Regions from separate parts of the Hordeum vulgare genome. Here region 2 is linked to region 1. A link is a contact called in public Hi-C data. All regions are on one chromosome and are shown on one strand. Each heading gives the region's core, a stretch centred on a gene start, on an enhancer-like site or on the middle of the called end of the contact. The rest is flanking DNA. Distances are from core to core; before and after follow the strand shown. Region 1 holds the start of LOC123425330 (protein STRICTOSIDINE SYNTHASE-LIKE 4-like). Region 2 holds the start of LOC123429698.

The links. A called contact is a pair of places that touch in the nucleus more often than the background predicts.
Region 2: a Hi-C map of seedling shows a contact between it and region 1, with 2.5 times the contacts expected there. The contact joins the promoter of LOC123429698 here to the promoter of LOC123425330 in region 1. A contact is called at or near these places in 3 of 6 Hi-C or Micro-C datasets (leaf and seedling) and 1 of 1 datasets of contacts at active chromatin or transcription factors (embryo).

What each region holds. Positions count from the first base shown.
Region 1 is chr2H:101,587,786-101,592,887 of MorexV3_pseudomolecules_assembly, forward strand. It overlaps LOC123425330 (protein STRICTOSIDINE SYNTHASE-LIKE 4-like), which reads right to left and starts at 3,830. Exons shown (of 6, transcript XM_045109014.1): 1 at 3,529-3,830; 2 at 3,199-3,417; 3 at 3,031-3,098; 4 at 2,703-2,939; 5 at 2,451-2,583; 6 at 1,774-2,339. The coding sequence starts at 3,672. The coding sequence ends at 2,037. It overlaps LOC123425331 (proteasome subunit alpha type-6-like), which reads left to right. Exons shown (of 9, transcript XM_045109015.1): 5 at 153-211; 6 at 342-427; 7 at 662-757; 8 at 1,451-1,510; 9 at 1,619-1,917. The coding sequence ends at 1,723.
Region 2 is chr2H:101,981,181-101,986,792 of MorexV3_pseudomolecules_assembly, forward strand. LOC123429698 reads left to right here and starts at 3,083. Exons shown (of 1, transcript XM_045113709.1): 1 at 3,083-3,928. The coding sequence starts at 3,232. The coding sequence ends at 3,699.

The DNA of each region.
Region 1 (5,102 bases), core at 2,580-5,079:
CAACACCCCCCTTTGTTCAGTAACTTGGCACAATGTTTCTCTGACTATGTCTACCAGAGAGTGGTGAAACTTGCCAGTTACAGTATTATGGTAGCTACATTCAATTCACACGATGTTTTATGTTTAACCAATTGCGTTTTGCTTGTTTGTAGGCTGGGAGACACAACACAAGTCCGCACCCAGCATGCTGGCATGAGACCTTATAGAGTTGGTCAGTCCTACTTCTTCTGACTGGAGCACTTTGTGTACCAGAGAGTGGTGAAACTTGATGGCTATTGTGTTTCTCTTATGTTCTAAAGGTCTTATTGATTATAGTCCAATCCTTTTAATCTCCTTCACAGTTGCTACGGTCGTGGGAATTGATGAAGAGAAAGGGACTCCAGAGCTCTTTACATGTGATCCTGCTGGACAAATCTTTGGCCACAAGGTATTCAAAGAATTTTGTGCTGTGCTCATGAACTTGTATTCATCAAAATGCAATAGTCACACGTTCTGCCGATGATTATTTGTTTATTCTCAAGCAGTAATGTGGATGGCTAAAAGTTTGCAATAAGATACCATGCATAAATTAGGAGCAGACAGCCTCAATGGTCTAAACAACTGAATTCTGAATTATGAATTGTGAAACCATGACTTAGATTCCCTGATGTCCTCTCCTCAGGCAACCAGCGCAGGCCTCAAGGATCAGGAAGCTATCGAGTTTCTCGAGGAAGGAATGGCGGGCAATTCTTCTTTATCATTCCAGGAAACCATGGAGGTGAGCATAAGTGCATAACATTAACAGTATTCTCGAAGAGCAGACACAGTTATCGTATGCAAAACCTCATACTACAAGGAAACACAGATAAAAATGATGGTCCACGAGTTGATCGTACTCCTAATATATTTTCACAAATCATGTAGCCTGTTCAGTTGATTTATTAATAGCTGGTTGACACATTATTAACAATAGTGCCATTTACTAAGAAAGCAGAGAACAGGCTGTCAACTATTTCATCGTTCCTACTTGTGGTTTCCAAGGAAATCATGCAGGTCAAGCATCGGCATTTGTATAGCATATTAGTTCAGGACTTTATTTCTTCATTTATTTTCTTCGAACACTCGTGAAGTTGCGGCTGGCATGATCTATTTGGATTGTCATGTTTTTTTTTTGTTGTTGTTGCATACTCCCTCCGTCCCAAAATAACCGTCTCAACTTTATACTAGCTTTAGTACAAGTTGTAATAAGCTTAAGACACTTAATTTGGGATGGAGGGAGTATTTATCTGTGCAGCAGCATCTTGAATTGACTGTGGTGTTAATTATAGTCGTTTGTCTATGAGTCTTAGCTTGGTTCCCTGCGCTTCCAAAATAGCAGAGCTGGCTTATTTGTAGTTTCAAAGTCTTCCCGACTTGGTGGTACTTCAAAGTTCAAACCCATTGTGATTTATCTTCATCTCTTTGTTTCCAGATGGCGGTATCTGCATTGCGACACGTCCTGGGGGATAATAACCAAGGCCATGACATCGAGGTAATGCAATTGAAACAAATTAATGTTGAAGCAGTAGCATCTACGGATATGCTGCTGTATTTGCGCATCACCTTTTGCTGAACAATGCAAGTGAAATTTATGCTGCAGGTGGGAGTTGTCAGGAAGAAGTATCCGACGTTCAGAACTGTGTTGAGGCGCATCTACAAAAATCCGCGTGCAGGGCAGAACATCCTGGATGGAGAAGGCCAGTGATATGTGAATTTTGTCATGGGATTGATAGGACTGCAATTTCTCTTAGTCGGTAGCGTTTTAGCGTGTGATCCCATTTCAACCAGGTAGCCACAAAAGTCAAAACACACCTGCTTGAGCTCATCCGTCGGTGGTCGGTCATTCGAGTTTTTACAAATCACTGAACTCTGAAACCATAATACTAACTGATAGTACTATCTGACTGCTTACGGCGGAGCCGTGCATGACACAGTGCTGGATCTGTCATCTACAGGTTGCCTACCTTTATTATTCCCATGGAGACGGATGATGAAACTAACTGTCTAGGAAGTAGGAACTAGGAAGAAACTGCTGCCTGGCCCTGTGCCTGTGCCACCTTGGCCAGAGACAGCTTGCCCACGAAGTTGGTCGCGAGGCTTCCGAAGAAGAGGTCTCCGTTGAACTCCGTCACGGAGGTGATGAAGTTGATAACCTTCCCTTGGGTGTCGTCGAGCACGCGGAGGACCTCGCCGTCCTCCGATACCTGCGCCACCATCGCTCCCTTCCCGGCGGCGTGGATCGCGTCGAGCAGCGCCGGGAACGAGGCGACGACCCTCTTCGTCAGCGTCCAGCGCATGACCAGGTCGAGCCACGGCGACCTCTGCATGCCAAGAGTGACGAGACGTTGCTCTTTGTCAGATGATTGATTGTGCTGGTCTGGACTATGGTATGTATCCAAATTGGTGAGCTGAGGTGTGCACTGATAATTAACCTGGATAAGGGCGATCCAGAAGGAGCCGTCTGGCGCTAGTTGGATGTTATCCGGAGACCCCGGAAGGTCGTTGACGAACGTCTCGGCATGACCAGCCTTGTCCCCCTTCAGCCACAGCTTCGTGCATCTGAACCTGCACCTCACAGAACGAACTGGTCACTTGTTGATGGAGCTGCTGCAGCAAGCCTGAGACTGCAGACTGAGTAGAGTGAACTGCAGGGCGTGTCTGTCTCTGTCCAGCTACGTACTTACCTGCCTGTTTCGCAGACGACGACGAAGGCCTCGTCCTGCGACAGGGCGACGCCGTTGGCGAAGGCGAGGTTGTCGAGCGCGACGGAGGCCTTGCCGGTGCGCGGGTCGTACTTGAGGAGGCGGCCGGTGGGGCGGGACTCGACGTAGGCGAGGAACCACCGGTCGAAGCCGAACCTGGTGCTGGCGTCGCTGAAGTAGACCGTGCCGTCGGATGCCTCGACCGCCTCGTCGGCGAACCTGACCGTGTGCCGGAACGGGGAGAAACGATCAGTACGTACGTACGTACGTACAGCCACAGCGCACGTTGCGATTCTGAGACGAGCCGGACCTGATCGTGGAGCCTTCCACCGTGGAGGCGAGAATGGTCACGCGGCCCTCTTCAACTCGCAGCAATCCCTGCCAAAGTTCAACCGAAGCTTTCGAACAGTCGAAATGATTGTTCTTACGATTTTGATTCTGTCGTGCCGCTCATGCAACAGCCTTGTGCGTACGTTACCTTGTCGGCGTCGCAGACGAGCATGGTGCCGTCGGCGGAGGGCGCGATGCCGAGCAGGCCCGTGCCGCCGACGAACCGCCAGCGCTCCCACGTCCCGTTGGGGTGCATCCTCTGCAGCCACCCGTCCCTCGTCGCCGTGTACAGCGCCCCGCCCGCCGCCGCGTCCACGTACACGTCCTCCGGCGCGCTTAGCCGCCCTTCCCCCAGCTTCTCCAGCCCCTGCATATACCAAACCATCAGCCCATCGATCGGTACGCGGCGTGACACGGCGAGATTACTCTAGGACACTGTACACGGGGGCGGCGTGGCAAGGGACCAACGATGACTGACCTGGAGGAGGTTATTAGGCGGGTAGCGCTTGGCGGGCGGCGGCGGCGACGGGACCGGCTGGATGGGGCAGTTGAGCGCGACGTGGACCGCCACCGAAACGACCACGGCCACCGCCGCCGTGCCCAACAGACCACCGGCCGCCATGATCACGAGACAGCAGCACACCACCCAACTGGTGGAAGCTGAACTGAATAACGAAGCTGTGGCGGGTGATACTGGCTGCTGGCAGCACAGGCCGAGGCTGGAGTGCCGGACTAGCGCGGTGCCGGTTGAACTGTACTTATCCTGTGTATGCCGATGGAGATATGGGTTTGCGCCTCTGCACCGGATGATGGGCCAGTTTCAGCAGGTTTCGCAGGCGACGAGGGCGTGGTCCAAGCAGCGCCGCGTCTGCATGGATGGGGGGTCCGTTGGGAGCTGCTGCGTGACACGTCATGCCACGAAGTCTCCACGAATGCACGCGCCACCGAACGGTCAGCCGGCGCGTGCCATGCCAATGCGTCGCTGCTGCTGCTAGCATGCATGGGCGTCGCTGCCTGGCCAGCAGGGTTTGTTCTGCAATGTTCGGAAGCTAGCTAGGCGGGCTACCAGAGGCTAAGGTGGTGTTTCTTTTCTCTGACGTAGCAACAAAAATGGAGATGGAACGAGACACGGATTCGTTGCATGCGGATTCATTTGTCGAAACGAGCTTTTATCATTCTGTATTCTGGGTTCAGAAAATGGGGTTCTCGATCGGCATTGATTATAAACGGAGCATCGGTAACATCGACATGTATGTACTTCTGTGGTGCGAAAGCTATGGCTTTTATTATGCAGAGACGAATTTGCAGGCCACGCGGTCAATCTGTCATTTTCGGTGTAGAAAAAAAATGCCCGTCAATCAACCTCTCTTTGCTTGTCTATATGCGTTTATCTATGGAATTTCACAAGAAAAGTAAAAACAAAGGACAAATATCCGTTTAAATGTGTGTAGCACCGTCTCCAATGTGTCAAAATCCAACAAATTAGAGACAACCTTTCTTTGATCTGGATCGGTTAAAACGACGGGAATCAAATGCAAAGTGAATTGCAAGGTGGTTTGTCACCCCAAGGAGTTCGGAGGCTTGGGGTCATAAAAATTAGCAAGTTTGTTCGGGCATTGCATCTCGGACGATCATGGTTTGAATGAAAGGAACCAAACATGTTTTGGGTGGGGCTTGGGAACCCATGCATGGAGGAGGACATGGACTTCTTATATGTCTCAACGACCATCATTTGGGCAACGGAGCCAAAGCATCTTCTTGAGACTCATCGTGGCTTCTTGGACGGAAGCCAAAGGACATTGCTCCTTTAATTATTGAGGCCTCCATGCGTAAGAATTGGAAAGTGTGGGAGGCCTTCAATGGAAGCGCTTGTACATCACTCACAACATCGTCGTTTTCGATGCCCATATCTCCCAAATCTCCATTTATGGATGCTTGTGCACGATTAACACCTGGATGAACAAACCAGCCATGACATTATCTAGAAGCACGACAACAACGGGATATATTCGACAGCCACCGCATACAAGGCCCAGTTCCTAGCCCCCCAAG
Region 2 (5,612 bases), core at 1,833-4,332, 390 kb after region 1:
TTTCTCCCATTAATGCACGGGCCCTGTTGCTAGTAGATATTTACAAGGTGTACGTGGCACTTCGGCGTGCACCCACCCTGCATCATCTTAGGACATGTACATTAGTTTAGACACCTGCAATCTATAATAATTCTTCACGTCACATATAGACAGCAGTCAAAACATCATCTACATCGGTCTGTCTTTTTGCTATCTGTAGCACGTTCGAACGTGGATATATAGTTGCATGCGAGCCACCATTTTCGTGCACTTCTTAGCTAGATCCTGCATGTGAAATACACCCTGAACGTACAATGGAAAAGGGCTATCGGTAACTGACGATATTTTTTTTGAACATCAACTGGCGATATTTTTGGGATACTGACGATCTATTAAATTGCAGACGGTCTCCTTATTTCTCCTTCTTCTTTGTCCTCGACGTAATAAAAAGTCCATGGTAAAAAGCGTTACAGACTACATGTCCTTACAGAACCTCTCTCCTATCATCCTCCACCGATCCACACTCTCTGGCCATCATCCATAGGGAGAGCTCGGTCCTAACTTTCGTCGTAACAACCGATTACATCGAAGCAACTTTGTGTCAAAAACACGTCTGTTTCTCTCAAGCCAGATCATCAGAAAAGTGCAGCACATCAGGGCGTTGAGCTCTGTTTTCTGGTCACGATCCACATCAAGAACTAAGCGCGGGTCATCAGGTCTTGATATCGTCAAAAGAGTGCAGGGTAAATCTGTGTAATTTACTCTAAATCTGTCTCTGTTTTTTTTACTGCTACGCGTCTACGAGCCGACCTGTGCTATACTTCCGTCACCTTGATAGCGTTGGATCGGCATGCAGGAGATCGGACCGATCGCCTGCCACGCCCCGTTTGTTCTTTCCTCCATTCATCAATTCCCACAACAACAACTTTAAAGTTGCAGAAACAACTACTTTAATCCGGCCTTGACGGACCTACGTCCAACAAAGATCTGTAGAGGAAATACATGTAGAATATTTTTTGCAACAAAGATCGTGTTGCGGAAACACTTATAAAACATTTTTTGCAATAGAGTTTTTCATATAATATTTTCCACAACAAAGATCGTATTGCGGAAATATCTATAGATTTCATTTTTGCAACAAAACTTCTCATAGTATATTTTCTGTAACAAATATCATGTTGCGGAAATGTTTGTCAAATTTTTCGTCAATAAAAGTCATGTTACGGAAACATGTGTAATTTTTTTTAACAAAGACATTATTAAAAAAATTAATGCAACAAAGATAATGTTGCAGAAACTGTACATCAACGACGGTCTACCTCACGAAGATGCCAGCGGACGATGCAGTTCATGCGTCAGGACACGTGAAGACCGGCCAGCGAACGGTAGTGGACCTCATCAAGACACGTGGTCGGCAGCGGAGGAGGCCTGTTAGATTAGACATATTTGTCTCTATGTAGAGTGTACTCCCTCTGTCCGGTAATAATTGTACTTTTTCCTTTTCTATCAGTCAAACTTGTTAAACTTTGACTAACTTTATTAAAAAAAGGTGCTAGCATTTATGACATCAAATTAGTATCAATAGATTTACGTTCACATGAAGTTTTCAAATATATCATTTTCATGTCATATATGTTGCTACTATTTTTTATAAAGTTGATCAAATTTTAAAAAGTTTGATTAAGTACAAATCTATATGTACATTTATTTGTGAACGGAGGGAGTAGACACTATTCAAAGAAGAAAGTCGGTGCAGGTTGGGCGGAACGTTGAGCGGGCTAACCCTAACTACTGTATAGTCGTGGGCTTTTCTATAGTACCGAGTTAGACGACCAACCCCTTCGTCGTGGGCCGTCTAACAACAAGAACGGCCTCGTGGTTTTCCAAAAAAATAGAGAAAGCCAGGACGACCTGGCGCGCGCCGCCTCCCTCGCCGACCAAACCCCGCCCGCACGGCGCCTCGTACGCACGCATCGTCCGACCTCCTCCCGGTCGCCCGCGCTTGCCACCCCACCCACCGCCCACGAAGCCGTCCGCGGGCGCGTGTCGGACACCTCGCCGCCCACGCGCGCTGTCGCCGGCCGGGACAGCCGCGTAACACCAATAAAAAACCCGACCACGCGGGCCGCCTCCGTTAATCTTTCATGTCACGCCGTAGAGCCTGCCGTCCGCATCCATCCTTACGATCGATCACGTAACGCTTCGACGTGCAAAGCACTCATGCACGTCTTCCATCGATCGCCTCTCGACCGCTCGGCAGTTGTTACTTGTCGCTCGAACACTCGTTGTTGCCGCCGCGCGCGTGCGCGTGCTGCTCCTACTACGTGTTGCACGAGCGACAATCGCTGACACGGATAGGAAGATGGCCGCTCCAGGTCAACGCGGTGTGAACGACGGCGACGTAGGCCGGGGAGAGGGCCGGCTTCTTCCTTGCAAGTTACCGCTGGCGTGCTCGATTTGCAGGGGCCAGTTGTAAGCAATAGATAACGCGAAGCATCGCTGTCGCCCGCCTCCTCGTTTCTTTTGGTTTCTTCCTTCACCAAGCGCCCTACATGTTCAGCGGAGCCAGACAGAATGATACGCGCGTGGACGTTGACCACTAGCGCCGTCACACCTTCTTTTTGTATGCACAACAACTTGCACCATGTAGTGCAGGAGTATAACTCTATGGAAATCATCAAATAAGTAGAATCTATATATCCACAAACTAGCCTAGCACCACACCACACGTACGGCTGCCGTATTCTCATCAAACACGACGCCGTCACATCGTAGTACAAGTTTGTTTATTTATCATCGTCGTCCACGAGATAACGAGGCGCTCACGTGATTTGCTTAAACAAGCAAGCCGTGTGGTGCCGTGGTAAGTTAACCGGCTGCCAGCCGCGGAACAGGCAGGACATCTTTGGCGCCACCTGAACCGCAAGCAACGACGGGACCCCCGGCCCGCCCACTTGGCCACAGCTGGCAGGCGGACCCGGTCCCGCGCCCAATGCCCCGGTGCCACGTGGCGCAGGCGGGCCCGGCCCATAATTCAGTCGCGCGTACGCCGGGCCCACACGCCAGCATCGCGCGCGCGGGCGCAAGACCACGACGGGCGGGATAAATACGGACTCCGGAGGCGCGCACGGACACGGGGCTTTTCTTTCTGGTAGACATCGTCGGAGCGGCAGCGACCACCACCGGCGCGGAGGAGGCGGCGGGTTTTCTTTCTCGGCGGCGATAGAGGTCTGTGAGCTGGAGGTCTTGACCATGGAGGCGGAGGTGCAAGCGCGCGAGGAGTTGGATGAGGTGGCGTGCGAGTGCTGCGGCTTCACGGAGGAGTGCACGGGCCCGTACATCGCCGGCGTGCGCGCGCGGTACGGGGGGAGGTGGATCTGCGGGCTCTGCGGGGACGCCGTCGCGGAGGAGATGTGCAGGGCCTCGCCGCCGGTGTCGCCCGCGGAGGCGCTCGACCGCCACGCCTGCGTGTGCGGCGAGGGGCGCCGCGCGTCCGCGTCCGCGCCGCCGTCTCCGGGCGACGAGCTCATAGCGGCCCTGCGGCTGCTCCTCCGCCGCAGGCTGGGCTCGCCGTCGCCGCCGAGGCTGGTCCGCTCCACGCCGAGCAGCCCGAGGCGCGACGCCGTCGTCCCCGCCACGGCCGTGGGCGCCGGGCCCGGCGCCGGCGCCGGCGCCCCGCTCGCGCGCACCGAGAGCTGCTTCGCCGCACTCGTGGAGTAGCAACCGTGCAAGAGGCAAAAACGAGGCCCCGAAAATCAAAAAAATAAATGGTAGTCTTTTCTAGTTTCATTTTGCAATTTTCCTTAAGCCTCTGTAAATATGCATGCCATGTAATCCCGTTTCTAGCTTAGGATGCAGCTGTGAGAGGAATAAAACCAATGTGTACAGAGAACAGTGACAAAAAATATGAGTAAATGAAAGTGGAAGTAATTCCATGTTTTATCGAGCAGGAGTAGTATCAATGCACAGTTTCATCATCATCCAAAGTGGTTTCTTTCTTTTTGTATGTTGCACTTTTTTTCGAAGCAAAGAGGGAAAAAAAGAAAATGCTTTTGATAAAGCATCTGATCTGAATGGGAAGTTGGAAACCGAACCACATCAATCATCTATGCGCTTCCCATCCGGCGATGAGATAGATTCTGATTCGCGGCAGGGGCTTGATGAGGATGGATCACTTTCTGGTTTCATGAATAAACTATTTCCAGTTTATGACATCAATAAAATATAAACACTCCAGGAAGCAGCTAGCCTATTTTCACCCGCAACACTGTAGTTTTTTTTTATAGGGCATTTCCAATGCCTGATTTCAAATTGGTCACGGTGTTTGTTATCAGTCCACGACATAAACGCGGAAGCTGGTCATCCAATCACATCCTTTAAACATTTATCCAGGTCAAATTAATCTGAAATTCAAATGCCTGACGTCAGATCACAATAAAGAAAACAATGTTCGTAGGTTTTTTACATGTTCAATGACATAATTATCTCAGCTTGTCAGTCTGTGCAAAAATACATGAATTTATTGCCCTGTCAAACTGGCTATCCGAGTCTTCATGTCCAATATGCCGTCAGTTCCTCTTTGTCATGCGGTTCCTTTTGGACGGACTACTTCTTCCTTGTCTCTGACTGTTCCTTCAAGCGTTTTATAACGTCCTAAGGCAAACAACTGCATGGTTATCTTTGCATCATCATCCAAATTCTTCATCTTGAAAGTCAAGATCTTCGAATTCTCCGTAGCGGCATCAACTCAACATTTTTTCTCTTCAAGCTTGAGCTTTTCATCAACATGTTAAATCTCTCGGCCTTTTGTCCTCCCTGATGTTGGAGCGCTTGAAACATGTCTTCTCCTTCTTCGCAAAGATTTCCTCAAACCTCCCCGTCATCTTGGTTGTCGTCTCTTCTCGCTTCTTTTTCTTCTTTTCCCACTACTTTCATCGTTCTCGCACGTGAAAATCATTGTTTTTGCGCATTGTGGAGGCAGTGGAGGCACACGACGACTACTTCAAGCTGACAAGGGATTGCTGCTTGATATAGTTCGTTTTTCTCCAACTACTTATCATTGTATATGAGTATTTCTTTGAACTCGTTTGTTGAGAAGTACACACTTTTTGGAGGACCACATGTTATATTGACTTTCTAAACTTTTCGTCCATTTTGGCAATCGATGCCAATGGGGGAGAAGTTTAAAGAGTTTAGTTTGGAAATGATTAGAGAGTTTTGCTTTTATTGCTTAAGCATTTGCATCTCAAACCCATGAATTATTGCTTTGCATGTCTCTGCCTGTTTATGCTTATTTCTTTATATAAACTCTCTTGAAAGTGATTGTCATTCATTACCAAAATGAGGGATATTGTTAGAGCATATTTCTCCATACGTGCTTTTGTTAATTGATGACAATCCCTACGGGCTAATGTTTGTCTTGAGTTATATTTGTAGGATTTGTCCATATGCACTTCTTGAAGTCCATGTGTTGGTTTCAAGGAGTTTATATGATGACTAAGGTGGCATTCAAAGTTTTATCCAAAGATTGGTCATAAAGACACAAGGTTGATCGAGACTAAGTCAAAGAGTGAATCGAGTTAATCAAAACACAAAGCATACAAGATGTAACGAGAGGGATCAAGTGATCCCAT